2 separate regions of the Mus musculus genome follow, and region 1 is linked to region 2. Evidence: chromatin contacts called from public Micro-C data. All regions are on one chromosome and are shown on one strand. The core of a region is the stretch at or near the end of the contact, and the rest is flanking DNA. Distances in the headings are between cores, read along the strand shown. Region 1 has its middle 17 kb from the start of Gm24793. Region 2 holds the start of Fa2h (fatty acid 2-hydroxylase).

Region 1 (4,869 bases), core at 1,740-4,239, 42 kb before region 2:
TTTTCCTGTCCGAAAGTCCCCTATAACCCCCCTGCTCCCCAACCCACCTATTCCTGCTTCCTTATGTATATGAGTACAGCATTGCTCTCTTCAGATACACCAGAAGAGGGCATCAGATCCCATTACAGATGGTTGTGAGGCACCATGTGGTTGCTAGGAATAGAACTCAGAACCTCTGGAAGAGCAGTCAGTGCTCTTAACCACTGAGCCATCTCTCCAGCCCAAGAAACACAATTTAAATATGGTTGTTTAGTAAGAAAACAGAGTGTGGCCAAATCTTATCTCAAGCTTAGTCACGGGGTGATTGGCTTAGGGGCATCCACCAAGCTCACAGAAGACGACGAAGATGACAGGAAGTGGTGGGAGAATCCTGAGTGGACTGGAAGATGAAAATAAGGGTAGTGATGCTAACACACGCTGGTCATCTTAGCACTTGGTGGGCAGAGGCACAGGAATCACTTCGAGTTCAGAGCCAGACAGGCCTACCGTGGTGAGGCCTGGGTCAAAAATATAAACAAAGAAAGAGAAAGAGAGAAAGAGAGAAAAAGAAAGAAAGAAAGAAAGAAAGAAAGAAAGAAAGAAAGAAAGAAAGAAAGAAAGAAAGAGAAAGAAAGAAAGAAAAAGGAGGGGAGGAGGGAGGGAGGGAGAGAGAGAGATAGTGGATGACTGGGGCCAGTGAGGTGGGATAGCAGCTTACCTGGATTCAAGACAAACTTCAGGACCCACACAGTGGAAGAAGAGAACCAACCCGTCCAAGTTACCCTCTGACCTCCACACATGCCCCTCGGTCCCTACGCAGAAAAAAACAAACAAAACAACAACAACAACAAAAAACTAATGTAATGCAATTCTCTCAAAACTGAGATTGGAGCAGTTTTTGCTGTCCTTTGGACTGATTTCTCTCGCTCTGTCACATCATGACACAGCATGATTTAACAGCAAGACTGAGGGGCCATTTCTGCACAGACTCACCAGAAAGCACTCTTGTAAGGCTGGTTCAGGAAAGTCGGGTGTGGTGGCACACTAGGGAGGCAGAGCAGGCAGATCTCTGTGATCAGCCTGGTTGACATCGAGAGTTCCAAGACAGCCAGGGCTACACAGAGGAGATTTGTTTCAAAACAACAAAAGCTGCGGTAGCTGAACCCAGGTGCGGTGGTACATGTCTATAATCCCAGCACTCCGGAAGCAGAGGCAGGAGGATCAGTTAAGGTCATCCTCGGCTGTATATCCAGTTCAAAGTAGATTTAGACACATGAGGAAAATCTTGGCTTTCAATGACTAGCAGTGACTTGGTTAATTCTATATTTCTACAGTGAAAACCACTAGTAGTAGAGCCAAGTTATGAGGATCCTGCTCTCAGTTGGCAGCAGGGAAAGTAATACACAATAGGAGCCTTGCTCACGATGTGTGTCTAGGGAAGGAGAGAGCCAGCCTGTGTCATGCTCAGGAGCTGCTATGTCCTCAGAAGGCAGAAAACACAAAACAAACGAAAGCTCCATTCCCCCCGACTAATAAGATGAGAAGAACTTTCTTGTTCATGGGGAATCTATAGAAAGAAGTAATAAAAAGAAATGTAAATATAATATGGATGGAGCAGGCTCTATTTAAGAATAAATATGTATATGCATATCCATACATGCAAGCAATATCAGTCAGTGTGGAAAGGGCCATGGATTTGAAGGAGACGGAGAAAGGCAGTCATCTCCATTAAATCTGAAGTGTTCCCTGCTACCTTCCCCTATTTTTACCCTTTCCTGTCAATGTTTTAAAAAGTATGCCACCCACAATGACCTTGTGTCTTTGTTGTTTTAGGGAGTTACAGGGGACCAGAGGTCAGGACCGTACCAAGGAGTCACCAAGAGAAAAGAGCAAATGTAGGTGCTAATTCTGAATGCAGGCCAAGCATGGTTGGCAAGGGAGTGCCACTTTGGGCTAGCTGGGTAAATCCTGAGGTGCTGAAGAAAGCTGGCACAAGGTCAGGCGTGGCGCTGCTTGTCTGTGATGTTAGCACTTGAGAGGCTGAGGCAAGAGGGCCAATGTGAGTTCAAAGTCACCCAAGGTTGTGGGGAGCTGGTGTGGCGGCAGTCCCAAAGGCGCCAGGGACTGCAGCTAAGTCATATGACTTGCACCTGACTTCCTCATATAAGACACAAACATCTTGAGTGCTGCGCAGGTGTACCAGGATACAGGTGAATCCAATTTGGTGGAGATTTGCCCCTGCTGCCCTGATTAGCTGAAGCCTTGTGACTGGCAAGGGGGCGTGGCCTGCAGTATGTGGATGAGAGAGAGTATAAAAGGAGTGAGAGGCCCAGGGTTCGGGGGAGATATAAACAAGAAGAATCAGGACTGAATAAACTGCTGTTAGAAGGACTGGTGGTCGCGTCATTCTTGCTGGTCGAGAGCGGGCGCGACACAAGGTTACACAGCAAGCCCTTGTTTCTGAAAGAATTAAAGAGACTGGCATGAATTTCTGTACCTTCATGACTTCATAAATAAAGGATTCATTTTTACATTGAGTCTATCACCTTCAATATATGTAAACAAATGTATTCTTTTCTTTCCATGTTGTCAAGAACATATAGTGTTGGACAGATGGATTAGCTGTTAGGAATCCTAGTTCACAGTTGTGTGGATTGGAATTCAGATCCTACATCCCTGTAAGTTCCTGTAACCCCAGTTCTGAGGGGGCGGGAGACAAGAGGATCACAGGGGATTGCTGGTTTCCAGCTCAATTGAAATTCAGACTCCAGCCCCAGGTTCAAGGAGAGAGCCCCATCTCAAAAGAATTAATGGAGAATGTCTGGAGAGGGCGGCAGCATCCTCCTCTGGCCTCCACGAGCTTATATCCACCCGCGCACAAGCACACACATGCAAATAAGAGAAGTTATCCCCTTCACGTAAAGCATTTTAATGTCTTCTCTTCAGCACGTTCAAATGATCAGCACCGTTTCGCTTGTGCTTTGGGGACAGGAAATACAATGAGGGTTACGCCTTGACAGATGTCTGAAACCTGAGACACTTCCTGAGTGAGTAACAGATAGTGGGTATTCACAGTGGGTACACTGGACCAAGGCATGATTCATGTTCCAAGCAAGATGGAACAGGACGGCATGAGACTGGGGCTACTCAGAAGGGCACTCGGTTTAAAATTTGTGTTAGTTTTCTGTCTCTAGGACAAATCACTGGATAGATGGTTTCAAAGAGAAATGGTTTAGCTTGATTTATGCTTTCAGAGTGTTCAGTCCCATAGTTTCTACCATTTCCCAAGGATGTCATTAAATTATAATCCCTTTGATGAGTTAATCCATCCATGAGTCCAGAGCCCCATGATTTAGATGATTCAGTCACCTTACAAAATCCTGACCTTTGACTCCTGCTGTGCCAGGGACCAAGCTTTCAACACACAAGTCCTTATGAGCCGTTCCAAATCCAAAGTCTAAGATGGATGACTTATTTCAGGATAAATCTAACCAAGGTTGACTTTGGGTCACTGAATCTCTAGAACAGCAAACCAGTGACAACCCTGTTCCATAGCCCAACTCAGGAGGTTCTGGCCCAGTTCCTCTGAGCATAGATAGATACCACCTGGCCAGGCCTGGGCCAACTCTGACCTTAAAAACCTAAAAGTGTTCTTTGTGTCACCTGTCAAAACCGAGGTCTTGAAAAGAAGTCCAGGGCTAGCAAGATGGCTCAGCAGGTAAGAGCACTGACTGCTCTTCTGAAAGTCCTGAGTTCAAATCCCAGCAACCACATGGTGGCTCACAACCATATGTAAGGAGATCCGACGTCCTCTTTTGGCGCATCTGAAGATAACTACAGTGTACTTATGTATAATAGTAAATAAATCTTTGGGCAAGGAGAGAGCAGGGACTGAGCGAGTAGAGTTGATTGGAGCAAGTGGGGTTAACCAGAGCAAGCAGAGGTCCTAAAAATTCAATTCCTAACAACCACATGAAGGCTCACAACCATCTGTACAGCCACAGTGTACTCATATACATAAAGTAAATAAATAAATCTTTAAAAACAAAAAGAAAAGAAAAGAAGTTCAGAGCTAGCTGGGTATCTCAGTGGTTAAAGGCACGTTCCATGAAAACCTGACAACCTGAGTTGGATCCCTGGGTTCCCTGATAGGATGAGAAAACCTCTTTGGACCTCTGCAAGCTCAATATGGTACATGTCACTCCCCTAATATTAAATGTGTATTGGCTGGTTTTGTGTCAACTTGACACAAGCTGGAGTTATCACAGAGAAAGGAGCTTCAGTTGAGGAAATGCCTCCATGAAATCCAGCTGTCGGGCATTTTCTCAATTAGTGATCAAGGTGGGAGGGCCCCTTGTGGGTGGTGCCATCCCTGGGCTGGTAGTCTTAGGTTCTATAAGAAAGCAAGCTAAGCATGGTACTGATACAGTGACAGACAGGTAGATCAATGGAATAAAATTGAAGACCCAGAAATGAATCCACACAGCTATGATCACTTAATCTTTGACAAGGGAGCTAAAACCATCCAGTGGAAAAAAAGACAGCATTTTCAACAAATGGTGCTGGCACAACTGGCGGTTATCATGTAGAAGAATGCGAATTGATCTATTCTTATCTCCTTGTACAAAGCTCAAGTCTAAGTGGATCAAAGACCTCCACATAAGACCAGAGACACTGAAATTAATAGAGGAGAAAGTAGGGAAAAGCCTCGAAGATATGGGCACAGGGGAAAAATTCCTAAACAGAACAGCAATGGCTTGCGCGGTAAGATCAAAAATTGACAAATGGGACCTCATAAAATTGCAAAGCTTCTGTAAGGCAAAAGACACTGTCAATAAGACAAAAAGGCCAACAACAGATTGGGAAAGGATTTTTACCAATCCTAAATCT
Region 2 (5,139 bases), core at 1,944-4,443:
AGCTTATTGGTAGAACACTCGCTCAGCACGTATCCGAGTCCAACCTCCAGCGCAGGAAAAAGCCAGAGTCAGGGTCAGGGGGCTATTTATTGATTGATAACCAGGAGGCAGAATGTCGACAGTTTGGAGTACAAAAGTAGGTTCAAGTTCAAGTGTCTGTCTTAACTAGTTATAAAATTTTGTTTTAAAATTTACAAGTAAATTTGCATTAAAATATTTTTAAATACCAAATAATAAAAAGTAACATGGTAGCACATGCCTTTGATCCCAGCATTTGAGAAGCAGAGGCAGGTTGATTGGTCTCTTTGAGTTTGAGGCTAGCCTGGTCTACCTAATGAGTCCAGGCCAGCCAGAGCTACATGGTGAAACTCCATCTCAAAACAAACAAACAAACAAACAAACAACAAGATGTGAGCATGACATACACACTCCTCTTGTTTCCCACTACAGTGTCCTGGATCTTGTTCCATCCACTAACCATGGGTCTGCCTGATCCTCTCTAATGGCTACATGGTATTTGCTACCATCCCTCCTTCATGGTGGCTGTATCTACTCTCTAAACAATGTTGTAATTACTGCTATTAATTATACATCTTTTGAAATAGCATATCTGCACGATCACAAATCTAGACAGGAAGTTACTAGGGCAAAAACATGCGTATCACAATTCTGAATGGACAGTCAGTCTGCTTGTTCAGCTTCAGACAAGGCAGTGAGGGACAGATAGTGAGGAGCTTTCCCACAGACGATATCCTCCAACACACTCAGGAGCCTGTGCCTGTCTGCTTTTACCACATATTTGGAACACAGTAGATGTGAAAATGGGGTGAGGGTGACCATTCAGGTCTTGTTGCCCAGGCCTGATGGCTACATGTTCCTTAGCACATCTAAAGTCACAGTAGAACTTTTACCTATGCCTGGAGGGTGAGACCAGCTAGTCAGACTTCCCGTCCTACTGTTGTAGTGGCCCCGAGGCTTCTGAGACAGGCTTACCACACAGTGCTAGCTAGCCCTGTTGTCTGGACAACAAGCACAAGCAACCTGGGAAAAGCTTTTCGGCAGGGGTTGGGGGCAGGACAAAAGTCATCTGGATGGGGCAGCCTCAGAACTGGCAGTTTGATCACTAATCAGGATCCATGGCTGAGCAATGAAAGCTGTATGTGGGTTTCCTTGTTATTAACAAGGTTCTGATGACACACTCAGTCTACAGGCTTTGCCTCTAAGGCCCCTACTTTTCCTTGTAGAAAGGAGGCACGATTCCCTGTCCTCCCTCCAGGATTCTGTCCCAGGCGTCATGATGTAAGACAAAATTGAGGCACCAAAATTTAAGAGCCTACGAAAAAATTCAAGATAACTTTGAATCTCAAATCAAATGCTTTAAAGTTTTTTTTTTAATTATGTGTGTTCCTAGATGAGGTGATGCACACCTTTGATCCTGGTACATAGGAGGAAGAGGCAGGCAAATCTATATGAATTTAAGGCTAGTCTGGTCTATAAAGTGAGTTCTATAGATACAGTGAGATCCTGTCTCAGAGAGAGAAAGAGAGAGAGAGAGAGAGAGAGAGAGAGAGAGAGAGAGAGAGAGAGAGAATGTGTGTTCCTGTGCAGACCAGGGAGGGTACAATTCTTTGGAGCTGGAGTTAGTTATAGGTGATTGTGAGCTGCCTGCTGGGAGCTGAACCCTAGTGCTCAGGAAGAGCAGTGAAGGGTCTTAGCAATTCTCTCTCTAGACCCACCATAAATAATTTTTCCTTCTTGGAAATATTACAAGTTTTATTCTCCATTCACTGGATTGTGGCTCATCCAGAAATCAAGAATACAATGATCAGTCAGAATAAAAGATCTCACAAAAGAGATGACGTGTGCACACACCCATCAGTTGCCAGGCAGGCCAGCAGTTCACCTCTACCTCTGAAGGGCTCCAAAGCCACTGCCCTTCCCTAACAAGAGAAAAGAGGAGGAGGCTGGGGGTGAGGGCACTGAATCAGCCATGTCTTTATTACAAGATTGTGAGGTGACAGATTTGCTGATAGGTGGACAGATATACAGTAAATTCATAAGTCAATAAAGTAAATAGAAATTCCCAGGATAAACACTTCACTAGTCTTCCACAACTCAGAACTAATGCAAAAGGTCCACAATGAACCCAATAGAAAATGCTTAAATAAAAACACAATCCAGCTATGCGGCTTCCCAAAGCTGTCTTACTAATAATGGCTTTTATTTCCATACAATATAATTTATAAAAACATCTGGAAGGCTGGCCCGGTGGTTAAGAGCACTGGCTGCTCTTTCAGAGGACCAGGGCTGCCAGCATATACACAACTCCTCACAAACTTCCCACAAATCTCCAGTTCCAGAGGATTGACACTCTCTTCTGACCGCCAGAGGGATGGCATGCGCATATGCATACACACACTCATACACAAAGTAAAATAAATCCTTTTTTAAAGTCGTCTGTTCACTCACCCAATGCACCCAGTGAAATATGTTTTGGGATTTTTTTGTTTCATTTTTATTTAAAATTGTAATAAAATGTGTACAATATACGTTTCAGAAATAAATATTCAGCATTTAGATGCGCATTCACACGGTGGGACGACGTAAGTTTTTAAACATTAAATATAACTATATATAATATTTAATTATATAATATATAATATTTAATTATTTAAATATATAATAGATACTATATAATAATTATATATAATTATATGTGATTAAATATTAAATATAATTAATTTCCAAATATTAAATATATTGTGGCTGAGTTTATATATTTCATACCCCCCAACCCCTGGGACTAGACCAGACCTCCGCCCTAGTGACTCTTGTCCTTGGCACCTCTTGAAACTGCCGAATTGAATACAGTAAGTTTCCCCCTTGAAGATGCGGTTCCTTGAAGATGTAGAAGTTGCGTGCCCGCCGAGGAGGTGGTCCTGACAGTCACCTTCAATGCGCTGGCATCCACCAGCAGCCGGGCACACCTGGTGGGCACGCCCTCTACCTGCCCAGGGCTACCTGGCGGGCCGCGCTCAGCGTCTTGCTCTCGGGGCTCGGGTCCCTGCGGGCCAATGGGGAGGCGGCTCCGGGCAGCAGCCGCGTCCCACCGAGTGGCCAATGGGAGCAGGGCATGCAAATGAGCAGGTGCGGTGGCGGCCGGCCCGTTGCGGCTGCCCCGGCTCCCGAGATGTTAGAGGCGCGCTGGGCAGCCGCGGAGCAGACTGCCGGGCTCCGAGATCCGAGCTCCGCTCTCCCGCCATGGCCCCCGCTCCGCCCCCCGCCGCCTCTTTCACGCCCGCCGAGGTCCAGCGGCGCCTGGCGGCCGGTGCCTGCTGGGTCCGCCGCGGGGCCAGCCTCTACGACCTCACCAGCTTCGTGCGGCATCATCCGGGGGGCGAGCAGCTGCTGCTGGCGCGGGCTGGCCAGGACATCAGTGCCGACCTGGATGGGCCACCTCACAGACACTCCGACAACGCCCGCCGCTGGCTGGAGCAGTACTATGTGGGCGAACTGCGAGCGGACCCGCAGGTACCAGGCGGCCCGGGGCACTCCCCGCTCCCTGCCTCACACCCCTCCCCCAGTCCGCCACTTTAGAGAGCTCAGATCACCTGCCCTCTAGGAGAACGCAAGGTGACAGCCTCCACCCTCACTTCCCTCCGTTTTCCCAGTTTCTCTCCAGGTAACCGGTCACTGACACCCCCTCTCCCATCCCCCTATTTCCCGTTCCTATCACCAGGAGCTTGGTGTTCCCGCTACCCCCCTGACCCGGCTGCATCCTCCTTCCAACATGTCCCTTCTGCAGCCCCCCTACCGCCTGACAACTTCGACTCCTGTTTCTGCCTCCAGCCACTACCTCCCACCCCACCCCCTTTCTCTCTTCTCTTCCTTTTCCTTTATCAGCCTTTCTGGTTTCCTTTCTTGTTTCAGTAGTGGGTCCCTAGGCTCACCTGGCCTCAGTTTCTCCATCCCACCACTCTCTTGGTTCAAGGAGACACAAATCCAAAACTCTGCTCTGCCCCCTTCAGGGGCTCCTGTGGGTGAGTGAGTGAGGGGCCCGAACAGCGTTTTATTGATTCTATCCTCCAGCCCCCGGTTTTATTTCCGTCCTAAACAGTGTTGTGGGTTTGAAAGAGTGAAATAAAATACACGAACCAGCTTGCTAAGGAGAAGTCGATATTTCTAACCCAGACTATGCTAAACTCTCGGTACTGCTGTGTGGTACAGACTCATCTTGGATTTTTACCTTCAACCCATCCTGGGTGTTATTCTCATTTCAGGATGTGGAAACAAGGGTTCAGTGAAGTTCTATAAATGTCTGAGGTCAAACAACTAGGTAGTACAAAAATCAAGTGTTTCTTATTCAAGAATCAAAGTCGTCTCCATCTGGAGGGTTGGGAGACAGAGCTCTTGGTAGACTCAGGTGGAGCCAAGCTAACTCCTTATTCTCAAGCCTGATAGCAGGACTGGTGACAGCAAGGCCATCGTGATTAGGTTAAAGCAACGGTTGGTCCTTGTTGCTCGCGATCTTTCAAGTGCTTTTAGATCTTTAGATGAAAGGACATGCTGTCCACTGTTCCAAGAGACACCTCTTATCCATCTTGCCTAATTCTTATCTCTTAGTCACTTACTTGGTTCTTAAACGGATTGACGACACTGTGCTGGGCACCAACAGCCATTGAACAGAAATGGTTACCATTTTCATGGAGTGAACAAGTTCATAAGGAACCTTACTATGGACTCGGTCATTGTTTAATTACATTTATTAATATTTATAATATTTGCATACTGGGTCTGGAGCAGGTTCAGTAAGAGCTACCTTGAAGAAAGTGACATTTTCACCAAGAGCTAATTGAAGACAGAGCTTAGCCAAAAGTGGTAAGAAGAACATTCCAGACAGAGGAATAGCATGTATTAAAAAACAAACAAACAAACAAACAAACAAACTGTGGCACAGTCAAGAGACAGCAATGGAACCAAGGTGACCAAGGGCTGGCAGGTCAAGGGAAGAAAGAGGTGGGAGCTAGAAGTTATTGGGGCTTGATCAAAGGGCCTCAAAGGCTGTGGTTGGGGGTTTGGGGGCTTGACTTGCAAGGCTAAAGGACTTAAGCTGAAGAGTGGTGCGGAAAGATTTGCATC

The links. Hi-C and Micro-C count contacts between places; a contact is called where the count stands out from the background.
Region 1: a Micro-C map of the HL-1 cell line shows a contact between it and region 2, with 2.6 times the contacts expected there. The contact joins the enhancer-like site here to the promoter of Fa2h in region 2. A contact is called at or near these places in 6 of 39 promoter capture datasets (the 3T3-L1 cell line, 3T3-L1-derived adipocytes, frontonasal cranial neural crest and 3 more), 2 of 15 datasets of contacts at CTCF or cohesin (CD8 T cells and the NIH/3T3 cell line), 15 of 484 Hi-C or Micro-C datasets (CD8 T cells, the HL-1 cell line, the HPC-5 cell line and 11 more), 5 of 115 datasets of contacts at active chromatin or transcription factors (effector CD8 T cells, embryonic fibroblasts, embryonic stem cells and 1 more) and 2 of 9 other capture datasets (adipose tissue and pancreatic islet).

The regions. Positions count from the first base shown.
Region 1 is chr8:111,433,776-111,438,644 of GRCm38.p6, reverse strand. No RefSeq gene overlaps it. Among named protein-coding and RNA genes, the nearest start is that of Gm24793, 17 kb to the right of the region's middle. Within about 2 kb of position 2,989, at least 50 of the 459 cell types and tissues checked have an H3K27ac peak or open chromatin away from gene starts, as enhancers often do. A contact at or near this core is called in CD8 T cells, the HL-1 cell line, Th2 cells and 3 more, where this site is marked.
Region 2 is chr8:111,391,875-111,397,013 of GRCm38.p6, reverse strand. It overlaps Fa2h (fatty acid 2-hydroxylase), which reads left to right and starts at 3,193. Exons shown (of 7, transcript NM_178086.3): 1 at 3,193-3,531. The coding sequence starts at 3,262.